Regions from separate parts of the Mus musculus genome. Here all the other regions are linked to region 1. A link is a contact called in public promoter capture Hi-C data. All regions are on one chromosome and are shown on one strand. Each heading gives the region's core, a stretch centred on a gene start, on an enhancer-like site or on the middle of the called end of the contact. The rest is flanking DNA. Distances are from core to core; before and after follow the strand shown.

What was found. Promoter capture Hi-C pulls out the DNA fragments that hold promoters and counts their contacts.
Region 2: a promoter capture Hi-C map of liver shows a contact between it and region 1, with 6 times the contacts expected there. The contact joins the promoter of Nphp3 here to the promoter of Atp2c1 in region 1. A contact is called at or near these places in 3 of 39 promoter capture datasets (liver and neutrophils) and 1 of 9 other capture datasets (liver).
Region 3: a promoter capture Hi-C map of liver shows a contact between it and region 1, with 3 times the contacts expected there. The contact joins the promoter of Dcaf1 here to the promoter of Atp2c1 in region 1. A contact is called at or near these places in 1 of 39 promoter capture datasets (liver) and 1 of 115 datasets of contacts at active chromatin or transcription factors (microglia).
Region 4: a contact with region 1 is called in a promoter capture Hi-C map of neutrophils, with 5 times the contacts expected there. The contact joins the promoter of Acpp here to the promoter of Atp2c1 in region 1. A contact is called at or near these places in 9 of 39 promoter capture datasets (the 3T3-L1 cell line, the HPC-7 cell line, cranial neural crest and 5 more) and 2 of 9 other capture datasets (adipose tissue and embryonic stem cells).
Region 5: a contact with region 1 is called in a promoter capture Hi-C map of pre-B cells, with 2.4 times the contacts expected there. The contact joins the promoter of Rad54l2 here to the promoter of Atp2c1 in region 1.
Region 6: a promoter capture Hi-C map of liver shows a contact between it and region 1, with 3 times the contacts expected there. The contact joins the promoter of Cish here to the promoter of Atp2c1 in region 1. A contact is called at or near these places in 3 of 39 promoter capture datasets (hippocampal neurons and liver).
Region 7: a promoter capture Hi-C map of liver shows a contact between it and region 1, with 4 times the contacts expected there. The contact joins the promoter of Dock3 here to the promoter of Atp2c1 in region 1. A contact is called at or near these places in 2 of 39 promoter capture datasets (both in liver).

What each region holds. Positions count from the first base shown.
Region 1 is chr9:105,519,774-105,522,819 of GRCm38.p6, forward strand. It overlaps Atp2c1 (ATPase, Ca++-sequestering), which reads right to left and starts at 1,484. Exons shown (of 27, transcript NM_001253831.1): 1 at 1,267-1,484. The coding sequence starts at 1,374.
Region 2 is chr9:104,001,191-104,004,280 of GRCm38.p6, forward strand. Nphp3 (nephronophthisis 3 (adolescent)) reads left to right here and starts at 1,354. Exons shown (of 27, transcript NM_028721.3): 1 at 1,354-1,971. The coding sequence starts at 1,591. Gm33054 (predicted gene, 33054) reads right to left here and starts at 1,169. Exons shown (of 2, transcript NR_168653.1): 1 at 1,112-1,169; 2 at 570-844.
Region 3 is chr9:106,820,194-106,823,183 of GRCm38.p6, forward strand. It overlaps Dcaf1 (DDB1 and CUL4 associated factor 1), which reads left to right and starts at 1,731. Exons shown (of 24, transcript NM_001373930.1): 1 at 1,731-1,898.
Region 4 is chr9:104,336,429-104,339,831 of GRCm38.p6, forward strand. It overlaps Acpp (acid phosphatase, prostate), which reads right to left and starts at 1,294. Exons shown (of 11, transcript NM_207668.2): 1 at 1,115-1,294. The coding sequence starts at 1,231.
Region 5 is chr9:106,787,765-106,791,073 of GRCm38.p6, forward strand. Rad54l2 (RAD54 like 2 (S. cerevisiae)) reads right to left here and starts at 1,449. Exons shown (of 22, transcript NM_030730.2): 1 at 1,216-1,449.
Region 6 is chr9:107,295,389-107,298,629 of GRCm38.p6, forward strand. Cish (cytokine inducible SH2-containing protein) reads left to right here and starts at 1,271. Exons shown (of 3, transcript NM_009895.4): 1 at 1,271-1,646. The coding sequence starts at 1,627.
Region 7 is chr9:107,230,412-107,233,479 of GRCm38.p6, forward strand. Dock3 (dedicator of cyto-kinesis 3) reads right to left here and starts at 1,498. Exons shown (of 53, transcript NM_153413.2): 1 at 1,061-1,498. The coding sequence starts at 1,097.

The DNA.
Region 1 (3,046 bases), core at 234-2,733:
CTACTTCAAAACCAAGGCATGCCGAGAGGAGACAGAAATGTTTCTCACCGAGTGTTACCCTGAAACTGAGCGAGAGGTAAATGGGGCAACCTAGCTCCCTTAATGCAGAGAGCCTGAGTCTCTAGCACTAGTCAAAATCATTTAAGATTTTAAGATGCAGTTTCCTTGATAATCCTAATGATCTGTCAGGTATTTTGTTTTTTGGTTTTTGTTTTTTTTTTTTTTTTTCAAATGAGGCATGAGCTTTGGGGAAAAGGGGTCACCAAAGGGTTTCCTTCTGCTGCCCTCTGCTTCCATTTCTGGGAAGCCTCTTACTAACTGGGTCATTTTCTACCACGGAGGAAAAAAGAACAGGACACTGGCAATATCTGTCGCCTGGCTCTGCCGTTCTAGAGAGAGCACAGGGCAGAGCGCTTGTGGCTGGTCATCTTCTATGTGGTGACAGACCTGTCTTTCATATTTCTAGTCCGTTGCCAAGCTTCTAAATGAGCTCCTGGATTTAAATGGGCCACACATTGTTCTCTCTCTAATCCAGTGCAATTACGAAAGCAGTTTTTAGATATCAATGTATAATGTAATCAATGTAATGAACACACATGTTTTTAAATGAAATAACCAGACATTTTAAACAGGCTTATTAAGATGCGTCTATACCCACATGCTAGAACTTCCTGTTGGAAACTGTAGCTTTCAATTGGCTAAAAGGATTAATAATTATTGTGCTCTGTCCCCTATGCACCACATATAAGAATCACCTATTATATCCAAATGATCTTATCAGCCCACTAATGATCTGATTATAGCCACACAGATAACCTTCATTTTGCAAATCCTAGTGACATTAAAATAATCACAGAAACATGCAAGAAAATAAGTGTGTTTCTAGGGTATACTGCTTCATCTATTGAGCTACGAACGGTTTCAGAATTTGTCTTCGAAACACTGAAAAAATGATCAAAGTATCAAAGAGTCACCTCCGTAGTATGGTAGGTTCATCTAGATAACGGAAGAAAGCAAAATAAGTGTCAAACACACACACCCAGAACATTTGCATAATTTATCTCAGGACCCAAACGTTCCACAGCCAAGTAACCCCTCACAAGCGGCAGGCTCCTCTGACTGCCAAGCTCGAGTAACTACAGGCTGGATCTGACCTCTGCCTATGAACACCAGTAAGCCAGCAGAGAAACATTCCCCAAGCTTCGACAGGCCACACCCAGAAATAAGCACCAGTTATTTTTAAAGTTAGCACAAACAAAATAGTACCTGCTCTTCGGCCCTTTGGCTTCTCAGCGTTGATAAATATTTCCGAATAGAGTGGAGAGGATACTTTTTCAAGTAAGAAAATCCGGACGGAGGCAATAAGTTCTCCATACTGAGGGGAAACCCGAGGGTCCTTGTCTGCCCCTCCCTGACAGCGACCAAATGCGACCTAGACACTTAGTCTCTGCTGCCTAGCCGCTCCTTTGAAGTGCCACCACTTTGCTGCAAACCGAGCAGGTGTCAATCTTATAGCTCCCCCTTTGAGTGGAAGTTCCTAGAGACAGCTGAGGGAGGCGGGTCATCTAGAAACCTCCAGAACTGCAATGCCCAGGAGCCAGAGGCAGGAAGAAGTTCAGGGCTGGCCCGAAGAATGTAAACAGCCCAGCGATAGCGATATGACTGACTGTCCTATTTTGAGCAGCAAGGCTCTGTTGCAAGCGATGTTAATATTAGCTAGCGGGTGACTTTCCATACCCACGGACTCTCGTGAGGTTTAATTTTAATTCTTCCGACAGTATTTCTGGTGATTCTTTCTTTCTTTCTTTCTTTCTTTCTTTCTTTCTTTCTTTCTTTCTTTCTTTCTTTCTTTCTTTCTAAGAGGGCATGACATGAGGTTTTCCCAGTTTCCTTTGAGCTTTCTTGTCATTACCAACACACACTAACAACCTTCAACTGAGCCTCCGCTCAAAAGTGTCAATTCATTTCAGCCTTGAGAAACGCTGTTTTAGAGTTCTTATTTTATTATTTTTATTCATCTCTCATATGTTACATCCTGACCACAGTTTCTCCTCTCCTCCCAGCTCCTCCACCCACACATTCCTCCTCCCCACTCCCCAGGAGGAGGAAAAGGGTCCCACACATAGGCAAAAGAGTCTGGGACAGACCCAGCTCTCAATGTTAGCATTTCCACATGAACCCGGAGCTACTCAGCCATAACATACATGCAGAGGACTTGGGGCAGACCCCTGCAGGCTTCCTGGTCTCTGCAAGTTCCCATGAGTGTATTGATTCTGTGGACCCTGTTAGAAGACTAGCACTGTTTGAAAACTAAGCAAATCACACACACACACACACACACTCACACACAGACACCACCCCTTCATGGACATTATGGGGTTGGCCAGCTCTGTGGACATTCATTGAGTTCTGTGGTGCATTGTGCTACGTGCCAGTAACCAGACACTTTGCATTTATTGGGCAATGGCTGCAAACAGATTCTTTTCTGAGTTAAAAGGCTTCTTGCCTTGAATCCTTATCGCAAAGCCACAGGCTGAACTCAGAACCATTAAATTTCCCCGAGGCTTTCTCCTGAGTATCTGTGAGAGGAACTGTTACAAGCACACTTCTAACTACTATAAAAAGGATTCATGCCTTCAAAAGAGGAAAAAGGGGTGGTGGGGGCAGGGGGGTAAAGAAGAACACAACAAGAGATCTGTTGTGTTAAAGGATATGAAATTATACATTTGAAAGTTCATTTTCTTTGGGATCTATAGAGGTCACAGGGTTTGTCGTCTAAGTCCTGAGCCACACTTCTACCCCCACTCCACCCCAACTGTGTGTGCATGTATGTGTGTGTGTATGTGTGCATGTGCGCGTGCACACATACACACACACACACACACACACACACATGCATATTTATACTAGTGTACATACCCATGCTGTCCCATAAGGCTAGAGGACTAATGTCCTGCTCTAAGGCTTTCTGCCTTATTCCCTTGAGATGGCTCCTCTCAGTGAACCTGGAGCTAACTGGGCAAGCCAGCAAGTCCCAGCCATCTTC
Region 2 (3,090 bases), core at 104-2,603, 1.5 Mb before region 1:
TCTACATCTCAGAGTTGGCTTTCCAAGAATCCTAGGGATGCCTGTGGATGGAGTGAGCCACCAAAGACTATCTTAGGTCAGCCCAAGGAGGCTCTGCATGGACTGATGCTTAAAATGCTACCAGATTTCTTACAGCTGGGGATGGAGTAAGCAAGCACTGGAATAAGATTATATCCCCCTTGGGTAATGAGGCTCCCGGTAATGAGGATGATGGCAGAGAGAGTGGCTGGCATTCGGAGACTGCCTAAGAAAAGGGCAAGTATAAAGATTACCAGCACCCAGCTCACAACAGTGTTGAGTCAAAGCCACTGCTCACTTTTCTGTCCCCTCTAACCTGGGGTACCAATCTGGGATGGGCAGGAAGATAAGTTAGCAGACCAAGGACAACTTGGAACAGTAGCACGCGTTCCCTTCCTGCAAACCCTGTACTTAACAATTTTCTTCCGTCTAGAATAGGGTCCCTGGCATCCTTATCGCCAGGCGTTATAAAACCTGAGCTTATCAAGGATGGGGGTGGGGGGAGAGAAGGGTCGCGGGGGTGGGGGGGTTCAAGTGGTGATGCTTCGAAGTTCTTTCCTGGCTGGCATTATTTATTACATGTTTCCTGAGAGACACACTAGGCACTGAACTGCCTCCAGAAAAGAGCCCTTTAGTCAGGACCACAGAAACAGTTGCGGCAGAGCGGGGGCAGATGGGTATGTGATCTAGTTCTTGCTCACTGAGACAAAGTTCACGCAGAGGGAGCAGAGCTTGTAGGTTTGGGCCTAGTCTGGAACCTTCCCTTCTGGATGTCCGGATCTCCTGGTACCGCCCAGCTTGCCCAGCTCAGTCCTGCCGCCTGCTCCTGCAAAGCAAGTTCTCAGGGCCGCCAGCTCCGTGATACCCATTCCTCTCCTCCCGAGTCTCATTTCTCTCAACCCTCCCTTGTCCAGCTCCTCTACTGGTCTCATTCAGAAGAGCACGCCCCCGCGTGTCTGGTCACGCCCCCAAAGCCTGGCTCCGCCCCACAGGACTCCTGGCCACTCCCCCTCTCGTTGTCCAGCCAGGACCACCTCTCCGACTCTCTGACTGGTTTTCTCTTTCTTCTGCTGCTGCCTTACGCCCCACTTACCGGGCTACGACCCTAAAATCTGGCCCGACACTCTCTCTGGGCACTGCTCTTCTCAACTGACCACACCTCCTCTCGCTGCTACGTCCCACCCCTCTCTGTTAGCCTTAACATCCCCAGCTTGCTCGGCCACGCCCCGAAAGTATGGCTCCGCCCCTTCTCAAGACGGCCACTCTTCTTCAACACCACGCCCCTCTAGTTGCCACGTTACGCCCTTCTCCCCAATCACCAGGCCCGGCTCACTTACTGCTCCGCTCTTCCCTCCAAACTCCGCCCTCTCCTCTACAGCACCTCGCCCCACCATCTAGGCCCCGCCCTTAAGGCCTGGCCACGCCCCGGCCACCTCCCTGCTCCTGGCCACGCTCCTCTCTGATTTTGGTTTCTCCCTGCGGCGCTCCGCCCCGCTTGACAGGCCCCGCCCTCCTGGTCCCGCCTCCTCCTGGCACCCAGCCGACTCTCAGCCTCAGCCGGCCGCGGGCATCATGGGCACAGCCTCGTCGCTGGTGAGTCCCACTGGCGGGGAGGTGATCGAGGACACGTACGGGGCAGGCGGCGGCGAGGCCTGCGAGATCCCGGTGGAAGTGAAACCCAAGGCCCGCCTGCTGCGCAGCTCGTTCCGCAGGGGCGCGGGAGCCGGGCCCGGGTCGCTGCCTCGCGCGGCAGGGGGCGGCGGGCTGCTGGGCGCCAGCTTCAAGTCCACCGGCTCGTCTGTGCCCGAGCTAGAGTATGCGGCGGCCGAGTTCGAGCGGCTCAAGAAAGAGTATGAGATCTTCCGGGTCAGCAAGAACCAGGAGTTGCTGTCCATGGGCCGCCGAGAGGCCAAGCTGGACACGGAGAACAAGCGGCTGCGGGCGGAGCTGCAGGTAACGCGGGACCGAGAGCGTCGCAAGCGGGAGGCTCTGAGGAAACTGAGACCCGAGCGCACCGCTCAGCCGCTTGGTGGCACCACCATCCTACCCCAGCTACAAACCAAGTTGTTTTCTAAATTGTGCAAAAGCTGCTCCTCCTTTATGTGGAATCATTATTTGAGTGTAAACTAATTTCTTATCAGCATCTTCCCCTGCCCCTTTCAATTTACGGTTCATTCATTAAGACACGTTGAATCAACCCAAGTCCTGAAGTCGAAAAATTTCTCAGAGCAACTACACACAAACTCCTCCCGGTTTTAGGTATCTCCAAAATGGAGTTCTTGGGTTAGTTTTCTTCGCGAAGTTCGGCAGATTCTGGGGTTTAATGATACGATAGGAATTTTTCTGGAAACCTCCTGATTTTATGGTTTTTAACTGTTGTGATTAAAAGTCTTCCCTGAGAGTACTCAAACTCTCTTAGTCCATTTAGTTAATGGACTAAACAGTTACTGCAATGCTATTGTAGGCCTTATAACAGATCGCCTTTGATTCATTCGGATACTAGGTAAAGCAGAACTTCTCGGAGTAAAAATATGGGACTATATGCCGTGGGTTCGGAGCCTCTCTGGTGGTCATTTGTTTATACCTTTCTTTTCTGTGAGAGGGATCTCTGACAGCCCAAGAGCTCCCGGCACATCAGAACTTAAATAAACATCACAGATTTTTTTGTAAAAGAAGGCTCCTTCCTTCTAGTAGGGCATCATTCCCATAAGCTATGAAGCCCTTCAGAATCTGCTGGGCTATTAGCATATTATCTGGGAAGCTGTTCTCACCCTCAGCTCCCTGCTCGCCTCACTTTCTACTGGGAGACCAATGTGCTTGCCCTTATAAAGTGGACTTGCGTGTCCCTCGTGTATGATGTCATGTATGTGCACCACTGCCCACTAAGAACCATGTGAATTGCAGGGAGAAGGGGTTAGCAGGATAAAGAGGCCAGTGCAGGGAGGACTGACAGACAGATGTCACAGATCACAGATCAGCAGTTCCAATTCCCTGTGAAACCTGTTGTTCCTTTCTTACCTGCATCATCGTGAGAAAACTCCCTCACATTTATTTCATTCAGCCATGTTGACA
Region 3 (2,990 bases), core at 481-2,980, 1.3 Mb after region 1:
CCTCCATAAAGTTGGCTAGCCTTATCTGCCCTGGTGTTGAGAATAATGAGTGTAATTAAAACATTTGATTTAGGGATGGAGAGGTGGCTGAGCAGGTAAGAGCACTGACTGCTCTTCCAGAGGTCCTGAGTTCAATTCCCAGCAACCACATAGTGGCTCACAACCATCTGTAATGGGATCTGATGCTCTCTCCTGGTGTGTCTGAAGAGAGTGACAGGCTACTCACATAAAATAAATAAATCTTAAAAAAAAAACCATTTGATTCAAGTCTGCTATAGAGTCTAAATAAATAATGGTCATTATAGCTCAAGAGACAAGATTTCAGATGCACAGGAGAAAGCTGTGTTGTAGCAAGAGCGTGATTACAAGTTATATGCCTGTAGCACTGCTATTCACCCTCTAGAATTTGTATTTCAAGCAGCTGTTACTCCAAGCACATAATTGAGTGAGGAAGGAACGAAGTGCTCAGGTGGGTGGGGGTAGGGTGGTAGTGGATTTAAGCCCTAAGATACTGGCTGCTGCTTTTCTCTTTCTTTCTTTCTTTCTTTCTTTCTTTCTTTCTTTCTTTCTTTCTTTCTTTCTTGCTTGCTTGCTTGCTTGCTTGCTTGCTTGCTTGCTTGCTTGCTTGCTTGCTTGCTTGCTTTTCTTTCTTTTCTTTCTTTGTCTCTTCTTCTTCCCCTTCCTCTTCCTGCTTTTTTTTTTTTTTTTTCCAGAGGGAAATCTCTGTAGCCCTGGCTGTCCTGGAACTCACTCTGTAGACCAGGCTGGTCTTGAACTCAGAGATCCGCCTGCCTCTGTTTCCCAAGTGCTGGGATTAAAGGCATGCGCCACTGCCACTACCACTCTTCTGATACAGGCTTAGTAACAGCCGTAGAATCTGATCATGACAAGAGGTCCACAGTGTCTTATAATTTCCACAAGAACGTATTGGCTGTAATCGCTCTATGGAAACGCACAGAACTCGCTCAGAATGCCAAGAACAATAGTGAGTTGCATGAATCCTGACGTCTGGGTAGGTTTTGTCAAGATTCTGCTCAATTGTGGAGTTATCGTAATCTTCCATGTTATCACACAGAATCGCTGGGTCAAAACCAGATCCTTCCGATGCAGCTTCCCTTTGGTTTGTGAAGTTAGGCAAGTCATTTACTGTGGGTTTCATTTTCCTTAACTCTAAAATTGATAAATTGAATTAGATGGCCTCCGTGATTAGTTGTTTTCACCAAAGGGCTTTCATTTTTCTGCCTCACATATAATACATGGTAACTGATGTTTTTTGATTCCTGTCGAATATGTTTTTAACAGAAAGACAAAGGAAAACCGACGAATTTCTAACGAGTACAGTTGTTTCTGAATACATTTGTGTGAAATGCATTCTTTGACCCTGGCATCCTTCCGAGCCTGATGTGGCAGTGTCCTACTGAGCCCTTAGATGACACAGGGTAGAATTAAGTAAATTCGGGCAGCCCGGGCTTTTAGAAAGATCTATTCCTTCCTTTACTTTTCACTTCCGCCTTAAAGAAAACTACGAATCCCAGAAGTCAATGCGCTGAGGTGGTGCTTAATGGTAGGTCTAGCGCCATCATCCCTCCCCCGCCCTTAAACGCGGAAACTTCATTTCCCAGGAGCGCTTTGATGTCCCTCGGCTCCTCCCCCTTCCCCGCTCCGGAGCCTCGCGCCAACGTTACACACCCGCGCGCGCTGAGTGCGCGCGCGACCAGTACGTAGCCTGCGAGTGACGCATAATATGTGGGCCGCTCAGGAGCCGTGGTCGCGCTGTGTGTGTGTATATGTGTGTGTGTGAGTGAGTGAGGGAGAGTGAGTGCGGGACCAGAGGCAGTGTGTGAGAACCGTGGCCGCTGGAGGGGTCGGGGGGAGAAGCGGCGGAGCCGCTCGCGAAGGTGAGCGGGGTTAGGAAGGGGCCGGCTCTCTGGCAGGGGCACGAGGAGAGCGAGCGCGCGGCCCGCTGGGCGGGAGAGTGGGCGCCGCGCTGGGGGGAGGGGCGGCACCTGCTTCGGCTGCGGGCGGCGAGGGGCTGGGCGAGCCCACCGAGGCGGCTGGGCCCGGGGCCTGACGAGGCTCTCCTTCCGAGCCCGGGCCCGGGCCCGGGGGCGGGGCCTCCGGCTCCTTCCTCCCGTCCTGTAAAGAAGCCTCTTTAGAGTAACTCTTCCGCCGGGGTGTGGAGGGCAGGGGATGCTCGCCTCTACCTAAAGGAGGTGCTCTTTGAATCTCTCTCTTCCACTCCAAGTCTCTGTCCCTCACGGGACGAGGGGCATCTTCTTTCCCATGCCGCCCGGCGGACCCCTTCAGGAACGGTGTCCCCGCCTCCAGCCTCAGTCACCTGGGCGGGCTTTTCCCTCGGTCGGCTCCGTGCCACCTCCCACTTGCACCCTCCCGGCTCTCCGACCGGGGAGGGGGCGGAGCTCGGCGGGAACCCCTCCCACTTGTACAATGCAGTAGCGAGGGGACGGGGAGAGAGGTATGTGGGTGTCCAGACGCCCAGAGTCTGACCTAAGGTTGCCTGCCAGGTTTCCCCAGCGCTTATTCCGAGGGCTTTTAGTTGTTTGTTGGGCTTTCAAGGGCATTTGCCATACTTTGTCTTCTGTTCCTAGAAAGTGTCGGTCCGTTTCCTCTTACTGCTGTGGTTTTAACATTTGATGAGGAAATACTCTTGCGGTGTGTCTAGTAGTAGTTTTTGAGGAACAAATGACTCGTTTTTTGTTTATCTTACGTTGCTCTTTTTTTTTTTTTTTTCCCGGAGCTCATTGTAGTCTAGGCTGGCTTCGAACTAAGATATCCTTTTATCTCTGCCTCTAGTATTGTAATTAAAGGCGTCTGTTACCACTGCCGGGTTTGCTGTTTTTTTTTTTTTTTTTTTTTTAACTTTCAGGCAAAGACTTTTAAGTAGCATGCACGTTTTAACTTATTGTAGCACTATCTTCCTATTGCAAGCTTTTGAAGGCTTTTTTTCTCCTTGGATTTACTGGCATTTA
Region 4 (3,403 bases), core at 44-2,543, 1.2 Mb before region 1:
GCAGAAGGTAGGGGGTGTCTTGTTGCTTTATGGACACAAAAGCCACACAGCTGGCAAATGGCTTGATGGGTCTTTGTCTTTCTTCCATTTCGTTCCTGACTCACGACTGGTAAAGATCTACTGTACTAAGAATCATAATTTATGTAAAATTAAAGATTTTTTTTTCTGTAGAAAGAAAAGAATCTCCTGAGTACCTCACCTTGGCAGGAAAGGAACATCATATTTAAGTGCAAACTAAGAGGCGTCCTTCTCTAAGTCATGAAAATCGTTTCTGGGAATTCTCTTGCAGGGAGGAAGAGGAGGTGAATCCTCCTGACTTTGAAAATGCACTTCCCATATATTTTTTTAAAGAATTATTTATTGATTTTATGTATATAAGTACACAGTACCTGTCTTCAGACACACCAGAAGAGGGCATCAGATCCCAACAGACGGTTGTGAGCCACCATGTGGTTGCTGGGATTTGAACTCAGGACCTCTGGAAGAGCAGTCAGTGCTCTTAACCATGGAGCCATCTCTCCAGCCCTTTCCCATATGTTTTTTTTTTTTAACACCCGACTGTATATAATTTTTTCCTTGACAACAGGCAAGTCACAGATCTCTTCTTTTCATGGCTTGTCTCAGTTACCATATGCACGGAAAATCATGGTTTTAATGGTCAACTGAATCTTTTATCTGATAGTCACTCTGAAACTCTGTTCAGTTTGTCTTTTGTGCTATCAAACACATAACTACAGGCATATGTTCCAGAGTCATGATAAACACGAGAGACTTGACTTCAGAAACTGACTGGTCCTTGGTTTGCGAACTAATGATCACTGAATGGAAAGAGGCCAGGCTAGCTCCTGAATATCTGAACTGTGCTCTACGCTGCCTGTTCTCCTGAAGTAACCTGTCAGTCCGAAGGCATTGGACTTGAGGGCAGCTGTAAAGGAACAGTACCATCGATAGCACGTGAGACTGTTGTTGTCTTTAAAACAAACTCGTGCGACTCCTCACTTTCTGAGTCTGAACAGTGCCTGCCCTCAGGCAGACAGCAGAGAGGAAACACGAAAGGCAACACTTAACCAAGTGTTCTCGGAACAGGAAAAACAATGAGAAAAGGTGTACTTACCAATGTCACAAACTTCAACTCCTTGGCTTGGCCTGGGTCCAGGCAGAGAGAAAGCAGGAGCAAGAAGCCAAGGCTGAGGCTTGCTGTCCGGCTCAGGGGCAGAGGAACGGCTCGCATGGTCGGGGAGAGAGCTGCTTTGGGCAGCCTTAGGAGGTGCTGCACTTCAGAAGCCTTCGGGAGGGAAGTGCCTATTTAATCAAAAGATTGACAGGAAGGCGGAGCCACATTCTTCCCTATTAGGATTGCAAGGAGGGTGGGGCAGAGCTTAGCATGCAAATAATGCCAGGTCGTCTGTGAGTTTCTTCAGAGCAGCCTCCTCCACTTCAATTAGGAGCCAGAGCAGGCGTAACTCAAGACCTCAGGCTCCTGCCCAGCCTTCTCTTTTGCTTTCCGGGCACATCTTTATCTTTTCCACAGCCGGATGGTGATGCATAGCCTTTGGGAAGAAATTCCCCCTGCCTCTGGAAGGTTTAGGATTCAGCTCAGTGTGTGTGTGAGGAAGCCTCAGTAGTGGGCATGTATCGACAGGAGGAAGCTCGTTCCCCTGCCAAACGCGGTGTCTGGTCTTAAACTCTCATGGAGCCAATAAAGGTGTTTTAAAGTGGCAGGAGAGGGAGGTCAAGGATACACAGAAGATTTCTCTTCATGCCTGAAGGCATCTGGGATCATTGGGATCATTCGCAGCAACGCAAAGCTGGGTTTGGAGGCCCTGTAGAAAATACACACAAGCAATCACAAAAAGCTCACAGCGTCCTCCGCCCCGACTCCCAGCTCCTGTGACTGAACTCCTTGGGTCACAAATCAAAACCAAATAGCAACAAAGGGACAATCTGTCAATATGACAATCGGGATTAACTTGAGCGGGAGGGTAAGATAGGTACGGAAGTGAATTTGATAGAGATGCATTATGCACACGTATGAAAAAGGCGCAGTGAGACCCATTAAGACGTGCAACCAACATGCTAATAACATACCTTAACAAATGAAAGCAGAAAACAAACAAGCAAAGCCAAAGAAACCCACACTGCTTTGCTGTTGACAGTCTCGAACTTCGGTGATGACCCTTTCCTTCTGAGGAAGACACGCCCTTGACTCTCTAGCCATGACCTCACTGGGACTCTATGAAAGATGGTATGCACTGAAGAAACTTGGCTTCCTGGTTTTTTTTTTTTTTTTTCTCATTCTGGCAGTCTCCTCGATACAGGAAACAACATCGGCCGGAGAGGCACAGTGAGAATCTGCAGGTGATGTGGGCGGAGTGACCCGCTGTGATGTTTCAGCCCCAAGGACAGAGAGAGAACAATGGTTTGCCCAAAACATCCTCAGCATTTTCATTAAATTTACCTGGACGGCCCCGGTTGTATCGCGGTGTGGTCATAGGAAGCCCTGGAAGGCGGTGTGTGGGAAAGCTGTGGTTCTTATGGTATGGGGAAGTAAGAATTTGTGTATGTGTGGTAGGATTATGCATTTAGAGGGACATTTGGTCTTTTCTTTGCCAGTTGTAGTCTCCATCAAATAGTTCCATTATGATCTTCACCCAGTGGGAGGCTGAGAAGAAGAGTGCACGGCAAAGGGAGTGAAGACAGAGACTGCCCAGCATTGTGGTTTGCAATGCCCTCTATAACCTCATGAGTTTAGACATGTGCTACCCAGCTTGTGTCGCGTCGCTGTTTTTGAACATTGTGAAACCTGGGGGAAGTGGAGCTTTGCTGTAAGAACTAGGTCACTAGGGACAAGCCTTGAGGTTTTGTAGCTGGGCACAACTCCTGGCTCACTCTTGGCTTCCTGTTCTGTCAAGATGCAAAGAGTCTTAATTGTGTAGTCCTGCCACAATTATAGGCTGTAACTCCTTACTACTTAAGTCCATACCAAGCATTTGTCTCTTGGGTGGCTTCCTGTCAGGTAACTCATCACAAGAACTAAAGCAACTAGAACAACCAGACCAGGGCAGACTTGCCATATTGTATCAGTCCCTGCAGTGTTCATGTGGTAGCATAAAGGAGTCTCCACCAGCTACAGTTCACACAGGCAGGCTTGGTGAGCTGGGAACTCTTGACCAGTTCTGGATCCCCAGCGCTGTCGAGCATCCTAAGCTCTCAGGTTGCAGCCTCCCTTCTTTCTGTATCCTTCCTTGTTCCACACTTGGGTCATGCTTGGAACTATGGTAGTTAGTGATCTTTGCCCTTACTGATAAAAGCCGTGGTTCAGTCAACTGTCTGCTTCATAAACTGGGTAAACGTTTCTAATCCTTAGTGTCTCGGATATCTCCTTTGGGGTTTTCTAGCTCTC
Region 5 (3,309 bases), core at 199-2,698, 1.3 Mb after region 1:
AAAAAAGTTAGTGAAGCCTTTTACATTAGTTTGGGCTTAGAAGAATTGTACTGAAAGCTCCAAGAATTACAACATACTATGGGGTCTAGGTTTGTGGATCATTACAAACAATAGCCACAGTGCTAAAAACAAAATATGAGTCACAATTCAAAAAAGAGGGCAAAGGGGGAAAAAATGAACAGAGAAAAGCTTTAAAGTCAAATACCATTAAGAAATTTGTTACTTAAATGACTGCCGGCGACAGCCACCACACTGACTTTGGAGTAAGAAGGAAAGGTCCACACTGTCCTCTCCTCTAGAACAAATTCATTAAGCCCCCCCAAATACCCATTCCAGCTTCAAAGTCCAGGCATCAACAGTCAGCCACATCCGCCAGCAAGAGCAGTAATCTAACAGATCTGAGTCACACACTCCCCCGCAGTAAGAGGTCATTCTCTAGCAGGAAGCCCACTCTGCAAAGTGCTCTTGTTCTACTCCCAGACAGCCACCATGACCCACATAAAGCCAATTCTTCGACCCCAGAAGCTGCCGGCCATCTTCTCCCTCCCTCCCCAGCTCGCATCGGCCTTTTCCTAACCCAATGCAGCTAACACTACTCCTGTGACAAGTTTCCTACCTGAGAACCACTCTTAACTCGGATACATCTTAGCCGTGAAGGATCCATCTAGCTCCTAGCTCAACTCTTTTGTGCCCAACTAAGCTCGTGCCTTTCCAGGAACTACTCACCAATTACCTCAGAGAAGCTAAACTCTCCATGCCTCTTCTCCCCAAACCCGACTCAGCCTAACAAATTCTCAGACGGCCCGAGGGAGTTCAGAGACCCACACCTATGTCCACTAGGGACCAAGCCACAGGGGTCCCTAAAATTCGAACCACAATCCCTCTCCCTCAAACCACGGCACGGTTTGCCGGTGTTATAATATAACATCAGGAGCGCATAGCCACTGTAGTTCAGTCTCGGTAATTACGACTGCCTTCCTTGACAACGAAATCCCAAAATATCAAGCCACTGAAGTCCCGGGTGGATGCCAAGACCCCCTCCAAGCCTACAGTCACTGGAGTTTCCCAGGTCGGACGCAGCTCCCCCCAAGGCCCAAGCCGCCAGGAGTAGCTTGCTACCCCAGGCTGCTGCACGCCGGGGACTCTGGCCGCGTCCCCATTGTTGCGGGTCCCAGCGGCCCCGGCAGGGAGTAAGGGGACCGCAGGGGCTCTCACCTCCCGTGCCACGGATCCGGGCCGCACCGGACCGGGCTGGGCCGTAGGACCTCGCGTTCTGCCGCACCCTCTTGGACAGTGTCTGCGGCGGCGGGAGCCGGAGAAGCGGCTGAGGCGGGAAGCAGCCAGCCAGGCCCGGGCGCCGCAGGCTGGCTCTGGCCGAGGGTCGGTCTTCTCCGGCGGCGGCGCTCTCAGCCTCCGCTCGCGGTCCGCGCCAGAAAGCTTCCCCCTCCCGGCCCTCTCACCCGGCCACCCGGGCGGGAACACAAGCCACCCGCAGCAAAGTTCCGCTGTGAGTCCTGTTGTTCTTTCCCAGGGAAAGACACTAAACGGCGATTCTTGGGTGAGTAAGGTGTATTTACTACAGAGGACCTTTTCATGAATAAGTGAGACTAAAAAAATAAAATAAGAAATAAAACAAAATCGAAAACAAAAACAATCCCATGCTAGAACCTGCCTGGAACTGGTAGAGCCAACTGAATGGATTTTACTAACTACCAAAAACACACACTTATCAGTACAAATGAGCCTGAGCTCCTACACTTCTCAATTTGGTATTACGTCAAAACATACCGGGAACGAGATAGTGCGGATATGAGGTGTAAATTCGTTGAGGGTGCTGTCAAAAGTCAATGCTACTACAGCTGTAGCTTCCAACAAAAGTTGTTCTTCCTTGAATTGATGCATGCCATTGTAATTCTCGGTCTTCCTCCCTTCCTCCCTACCTGTCCGTGGTTCCTGTTGACTGCAGCTGTCTCCAGAAAACTAGCAGAGGCGACGGCCGAGTTGGGAGGGGGGAGTACTGCGGAGGGGGGATCGCACTCAAACGTAGGTTTCTCCCTGAAGTTGGAGATTGTTATGCTCCACTTTCTTATGAGCTGTATTGTTGTCTCTTTCCACTACATTACCTTGGCTCTCCACCCGCAACCCCCACCACCGCCAAAGTGAATATGAGCGAAAGATGAAAATATTGGGTATGTGGGTCTGGTTTTTTTTTTTTTTAAGTTTTTTTTGTTTGTTAGGTTCATTATTGGTTTTTGTTGTTGTTGTTTTGGTTTTTCGAGACAGGGTTTCTCAGAAATCCACCTGCCTCTACCTCTCAAGTTCTTGAATTAAAGGCATGTGGCACCAGTCCAGTTATTAGAACCATCTCTCAAATTACAAAAGTTTAAATATGTACAGATAATAGCCCTATAAATGACCAGAGGGACAAAAATGAGACCAGAGACTCTAAAGGAGCCTTACTTATTATCTCTCTTCACATAAGTGAGCTTATATGAAGAACTTATTTCTCTTTCATAACTGAGCTTGGAGTAACAGGAGCCAACAATGGCTCCCCGCCCTCCCCCACCGCCGTCCCGTTCCCCCCTCCCTCCCCGTGATAGAAGTTTCTTCTATTCTTTCCTCTCAGGAAGCCACTGTTCTGAAACATATAGATGGCTATTGATGGCTCTTCATTCAAATAAACTTAAAAGAGCTGGGCAGTGGTGGCGCACGCCTTTAATCCCAGCACTTGGGAGGCAGAGGCAGGTGGATTTCTGAGTTTGAGGCCAGCCTGGTCTACAGAGTGAGTTCCAGGACAGCCAGGGCTACATAGAGAAACCCTGTCTCAAAAAACCAACTCCCCCCCCCCAAAAGAGCTGGTCTTCCTTGCTAATAGTCAAGTGGATCTATTTTTGAAAGTTTTCTTTGTTTTCCTCGTGAAATTAAAAACGGATTAGGCTTTTTGGAAATTCAAATTGAACCTAGAAGGCAACAGTAGGAGAAGCCCTAATTTAAGGCTAGCCATTGAGAGAGAGAGAGAGAGAGAGAGAGAGAGAGAGAGAGAGAAAGGCATAAAAAGAGAGGGGAGAGGGCAGGAATGAGGAGAGGGGAGGGGGAGAGGAACGGGGAGGGTAGAGAGGAGAGAAGAAGGCAGGGGAGGGGTCGAGGGGAGGGGAGAGAGAGGGAAGGGAGAAAGAGTTAGAGAGGAAGGGAGGGAAGGAGAGGAAAGGAGGAAGACAGGAGACTGGAGGGGAATGTGGTATCTGCCAGAGGTGTCAGGCACTGCCAATACAATACGCCTGCCGGAGAAGGCAGGGCAAAGTCCAGGAG
Region 6 (3,241 bases), core at 21-2,520, 1.8 Mb after region 1:
GCTCTGTTGCATGACACCTGTGAAATCCCCCGTATCTTCATAGCAAAGCGGCAACAGACAGTTTCTACTGAAGAGTTAGTATGCATACATACAGGGATCCCATGTTCTCAGAGTACTCCTACTCCATCCTACCCATATTCCAAGAAACTGGCTTCTTGCTGTATTCTGGGAGCCCTGCTTGGGTTACACTTAACTTCCCCTCCAGGGCACCTACGGGGAACTGAGTCCCTTGGAGTAATCTCTTATCTTCCCTAAGAACTCCTTCCTTTTCACAGGGTTTTATCTTTAGCTCTCTATCTTGGGTGGGGCACCCAGAGCCTAGCCTGGGCTGGGGAAAGCCCAGTCACTATACTCAGATTCTAGACACTGCCAGAAGCCTGTCATCGCTGCCAAGAATCTTATAGCTACCCTTTCTGAGGAACGTGGGTGGTGTGACGTGTGTGGAAGGAGTGGGTGTACTGGTTCTCCAGATCTTATCTCCCCATATCCTGAACCGTGGATGTGGAGGGAGATCACATAGACCCTACAGCTCCTTGGTAAACCAGATATGGTGACTTAGCCTATAAGTTCACATTGTAAACCTGTACTCAGAAGTTTGGGGCCAGCCTGGTCTACAAACTGAGCTCCAAGGTAGTCTGAATTCAATTTTAAAACAAAAACAAACAAGCCATCGACAGGGCTGTCTGGGAGCTGACTATCTCTGTTTACTGACTCAAGAGGGTAATTTCCCCAACTGTCGGTCCACTCAGAGATTAGGCAAAGAAGGGATGAGATCATTTGATTACAAAAGATTAGATGTAACCTGAACTCTTTTAGCTGTAGTGGCCACAGTGGACCTCCTTAGTTCTTCCGTCCTCTTCAGGGCTCCAGGCCTCTCCCTAAGTCTTTCTCCAGATCTCACAGCACACCACCCACCTTCTCACACAGTGTCCTGCAATAAGCGAGACCACGGCCGCCAGAGACAACGTCCGATAAACTAGAAGCGGCTGGCTAAGAGGACCGGCCCGACCCTGCCCCCGCGCTGTAGTTCTAGGGGGGGGGGGATAAGCGCACCCATCCCCAAAGAAGTAGAGGGAAGACAATCTGGTCTCCAGTTGCATCCACATTCCTTCTTAACTTGTCCCCAACCCAGTCTTTTGCCTACTAGTCTCTAGGTCCCGCCCCACTCGGGCACGTCAGTTCAGGGTCCCTGCACTTCAATAGGTCGGTCTAGATGCTCGTCTCACGTCCAGCGATACGATTGGTCAACTCTAGGAGCTCCCGCCCAGTTTTCCTGGAAAGTTCTTGGAAATCTGTCAAAGGTGTTTCCTTTCTCGGTCCAAAGCACTAGACGCCTGCACCCCCGTTCCCCTCCGGGCCGCCGCAAAGCCCGCGGTTCTAGGAAGATGAGGCTTCCGGGAAGGGCTGGGACGCAGCGGACAAAAGATTAGGAGGCGCCTGGCCCCGCCCCACCGGCCCAGCCCGTCCCCCCTCGTCCTTCCAAGCTGTTCGCACCACAGCCTTTCAGTCCCTGCTCGCCGCCCGTGTGCCCCGGGACCCTGACCTTCGCACCCCTGGCACCCATTGGCTCCTTTCTCCTTCCATCCCGCCGAACTCCGACTCTCGAGCCGCCGTTGTCTCTGGGACATGGTCCTTTGCGTACAGGGGTAAGCTCAGTTTTTTTCCCTACCTAGGCTCCATGCGGGAGATATGGAAGATCACAGGCCTCGAGTTAGCTGCGGGATTTGGGAGGGCTTGACCGACTGGAGGTGATGGAGGGCTAAAGGACTTCGAGTGGTGTGCCTAGGATACCCACACACACTTCGTATGGATAGGGAAACGGAGCCCGCGAACGGTGGGAGGAGCCCCCATTCCTGAGATTTCACTAGCGCCAACTGTAAGAGGTTCTCCAGGACGGGGCTCACAAGTCTAGACTCAATTTGAGCTCATAGTTTACCTAGCCTTCTGGCTCCGTACCTGTCGGTGACCTTGAGCCAGCCCTTAGATCCCTCTGTGTTCAGAAGTTCATTCCTCCGTCCCAGGTCAGCGATTAGGTTCTTAGGAAGCCAGCCTGAGGTCTTTGACTCTTCCCAGGCCGGCGCCTAATAAACAACACCCCTTAGGAGCACCCCACTCCGTCTCTTAGCTCAGATTGATGTCTCAGTGTGATAAAGACTTCAGCCTGCCTTCTCCAAGGTTTCCCGTTGACATGGAATATGGGACCATGGTGAAAGTGGGGCTTTAATAAAACAAAGTCTTGGCTTCGGTAGAGTGTACTCGGAACACCTGTTTACCCTAGCTTTCAGCGTCCCCTTCAAACACTGATCGGTCAGGAATTCAGGAAAACCCAAGAAGAGAGGTGTGTGTGTGTGTGTGTGTGTGTGTGTGTGTGTGTGTGTGTGTGTGTGTGACAAATCCAGGGAGATCTGTGATCCAGTAGTAATTGTTATAACTGACATGGGAATGGTACCAAGTGAGGAAGGGTGGAAGGTGGGGCCAGGCTGAAATGCCCTTGCTCTAAGCAGCTCTGAGTCCCAGGAAGAGGACATTCATGGAGCTGTTGAGAAGACTGTATTCCCTAGTAGTTCCTACCATGTTCTTTTATTCTCTGAATTTTCGGACTCTTCGGCAGTTCCCTGCACCCTGCCTTCCTTTCTTGGGTGCCCCCACTTCTCCATTCTGGGTCCCCAGAGCCTCTTTGACTTTGCCTTAATTGAAGGCCCATGGGAACCTCAGGAGCAGTGTTGGGGTATTGGGGAAACAAGTTGTTTAACAAGCCCATGTATCCCAGCCTCCCTTGGCTCGGCTCATCTTATTGGCATGTGTTCTCAGGTGGAACTTCATGGCTAGACTCCAAGACATGCACACACAGGTTCTTGGAACACACCAGTCCTCACCCCCACCGTGATGACACAGTGGCAGACACACCCCTCCCTAGATATTTAGTCCCTCCCAGCAACATTTGGGGATTAGCATCGTCATTCTATACCTAGATACCATACTAGCCCCAGAGGTGCCTACTATATACACATGTGGGACCTATGGAAGGGATCCAACTAAGCTGTCTGGTTGTACCTGCCACAGAGGCCATGAAATGACTCCCTAACCTGGATCAAGCTATGGGCCCCAACAAGCCAGTCGCCTCAGAATTCTGCCTGTAACTCACTAAGTGGGATTCCAGGGCTCTCATAGCTGGGTCAAGAGCGGGTGTGGGAAAAACCCTTGGCAGGCTATAGGTGCCAGAGCCTGTCACCCCTCTCCT
Region 7 (3,068 bases), core at 248-2,747, 1.7 Mb after region 1:
TAGAATGTTAGTTTTCAGAAGAAGATAGAGGGCCCCTCTACTATAAACAGTATTTTTACATACCTTGCCTGATGGTATTACAAAACGATTGCACTTTACAAAACCACTGCGGTTTACAAAGTTTCTTTATAATGAATTATTAAGGAAATGCTGTTAGAACTGTTGCATTGATTGAAATAATAATTTGCCTTTAAGCAATATACTTCCTATACATTTTCTAAAATTTTCCATTACAAGCTAAGAACAAAAAACCCTGCACACTCCACATTTTAAATATTTGTAACCAAATCCAATAGGTTATTTACAATGATGTAAAGTGGCTGGCCACGAAATACTAACATTGTAAAGATAAAACACTCAGTCCCTTAAAAACTGAATTTTTTTTTAAAGAAATGGAATATTAAAAGAAATCGTTAACCTTCGGGAGTTTCACCTAACAGTTTAAGAAGAAACTAAGGAGTATCGTTCTCATTTGAAAACAGATTTGTTTTTTTAAAAAATGTCAGCAAAATGCACTAAACTTTAACAATGATGTATGTCCAAAACAATTCCCACAGTAGTAGAGGAACTATTTCTAACCCTTAAAGCAAAATAAAGATCTGCATCATTTTAGACTGAGCGAATGAGGTCAACGTTTTGCATCCTTTTTTGTAAGCTTCCAATCGGAAAATAAACAACCATCGGGCTCATCAACCTTGGTGCAGAAATTCACTAAAATCAAGGTTTTGACTGCTGAAGATGCATCTTCCTGGGTAAACTGTCCAGCGCCTCACATCACAAACCTCCCGCAACTGCCCCGGCCTTGCGGCCCCTCCCGCTCGCCCGCCCGCCCGCCCGCCCGCCGCACCTGCTGAGGCCGCACCGCCAGCGCCCCCTGCCGCCCTCCCGCACCCAGAGCCCCGGGCCCATCCCCGCGCTGGTACCGCACCCGCCCCGCGCCGAGGCCGCACAGTGTGCGGGCAGGGGCGGAGGAGCCGGGGCAGCAGCAATCGAGGCGGGGCCCGGGACTTGGGCACGTGCCCCCGAGCCCCCGCCGCTGCCAGGCCCCAGCCTCACCTACCTACGCCGTATTTCTCCTCCTCCGTGGGGGTCCACATGGCCGGGCCGGGCGCAGCCCCGCGGGCGCGGCGGCTGGGTGACAGCTCGCAGGGGACGGCCGCAGGGGCGGCCGCGGGCCCGGCTGTGGCGCACCGCGAGGCAAGGCGGGGGCGGTCAGGCGGCGCGGGGCAGTAGGCGGCGCATCCCTCACAGGCCGTCCGGGATGCCACCGCCACCGCCGGATGCCACGTCCTGACCGACCGCGAGACTCCACGGGCGGCCGAGGAGCCCCTGGCGACGCGGGCGAGGGCTCACCACCTGTCCGTCTCCACCGTCCCCGCGCCGCCGTTCGGTCCCTCACAGCTCCGTCGCTGGCTTCCCGGCGCCGCCGCGGCTCGGATCGCCTCAGCGGGCTCGCGGGACGCCCGCGCATGCGCCGCTCCCTGGCGCGCGGGGGCTCGCAATACCCGGGCTCGCGCCGCCCGCCCGAGCCCGCGCGCGAATCCACGAGACGCCGCTGCGGGCCAGCGGAGGGAAATCTGCGAGAAGGGATTGGATAGCCCGGCCCGGGAGGCCAACTCCCTCCGCCCCCCCCCCAACAGAGCCTTTGGCTGCAGCTACCGCAGAACGGGGTCGTGGTCCTGCGTGAGGAAGGCCACGGTGTCTCATGCCAGGCGTACTGAGATGGCCGCTCCACCTCTTGTCAGAGAGAGGAGAACCAGTAAAAATGGGGACATCGTTATTAAACTCATGTCGTTGTCACATTGCTATCACAGCCACATCCTCTGAAAGGTCCTCTTCTGCCATCCCGGGGCTCAGGGAGTAACGGGAGGGAGAAGCTGGCAGAATGGGATCATCGCTTCAAAGGAACTGAGTGATGTGCAGGGGGTTCTTGGGCTCCTAGGATGCCGCATATAGGCCAAGGCTTCTAACACCTCCTGAGTTCTTTTGTTGACTTGGCTGCTGTGGTGTGTGTGTGTGGCCTGAACAAGCTTAGCGGCCTTCATGTTCAAGAAGTCTTTCCTTTCCCAATTATATCTAGTTGTGTACCCCAGACCTATGCCACCGCCTCTGCGGGACATAGGTCTTCACCTCCAGCCATCCTGAGGTCTGACTCCCTCCTAGAACTTTATTCCTCCATCTCCTAAGAATTCATTCGCTCTGATAGCTACCAACATTACCTTATGACCCGCTACTGTCAACTACTGAGCAAAGACTGGGAACTTCTGGACTCTATATTTAGACCCAGCATATATCCAAACATCTCTTGTCACCAGCACTGTATACCTCGCTATCGCTCTTGGATGTCTTATTCTTCAAAGCCCATCTCAGCATCTCTAGTCCAGGATCCAGGAAGCCTAAACTAGTACAGCAGTCAACATGGTGACATTTTTATTGTGCTTTATTCTAAAGTGTGTGTGTGTGTGTGGAGAGAGAGAGAGAGAGAGAGAGAGAGAGAGAGAGAGAGAGAGAGGTCTCCTGGGAGAGCAGTAGCCAACACCATTTTCTCCAGCCTCTTCTTTTGGCTGAGATTTCAGGTATCCATTTGTATCCAAGAACTCTAATCTTTCTCCCATAGGACTGTCAGCGTATAGACCCACACAGTCAAGCTTTAGGCTAAAGTCATCCTTCTGGCCTCTCAGACTCCACCCAACTCAACAGTGAGTTCATGGCCATTAATTGAAAAGCAGGGCTAAAATAAGACTATTCTGATGCAAGTGACACTCACTTGTAATTATACCACTGTGAAAGGTGAGGCAAAAGAATCCAGCCTGGGGAGGCCAGCCTGGGCTACATATAGGCATCTTTTTTTATTATTTAAAAATAAATATCTTAATAATTGCCAGACTTTGTGAATTCCTTCTCCAAAGTATCCTGACCGTCCTCATCCTCACCTGGACTATAGCCACCACCTCATGGTCTATGGACTCTTTCATCTACCTATGAAGGCTGCCAGTCCTCCCCAGAAAGTGTCTGTTCTGTGAACAATTTAATTTCTCAATAATCAGATACACTATGAGAGTAGAAGG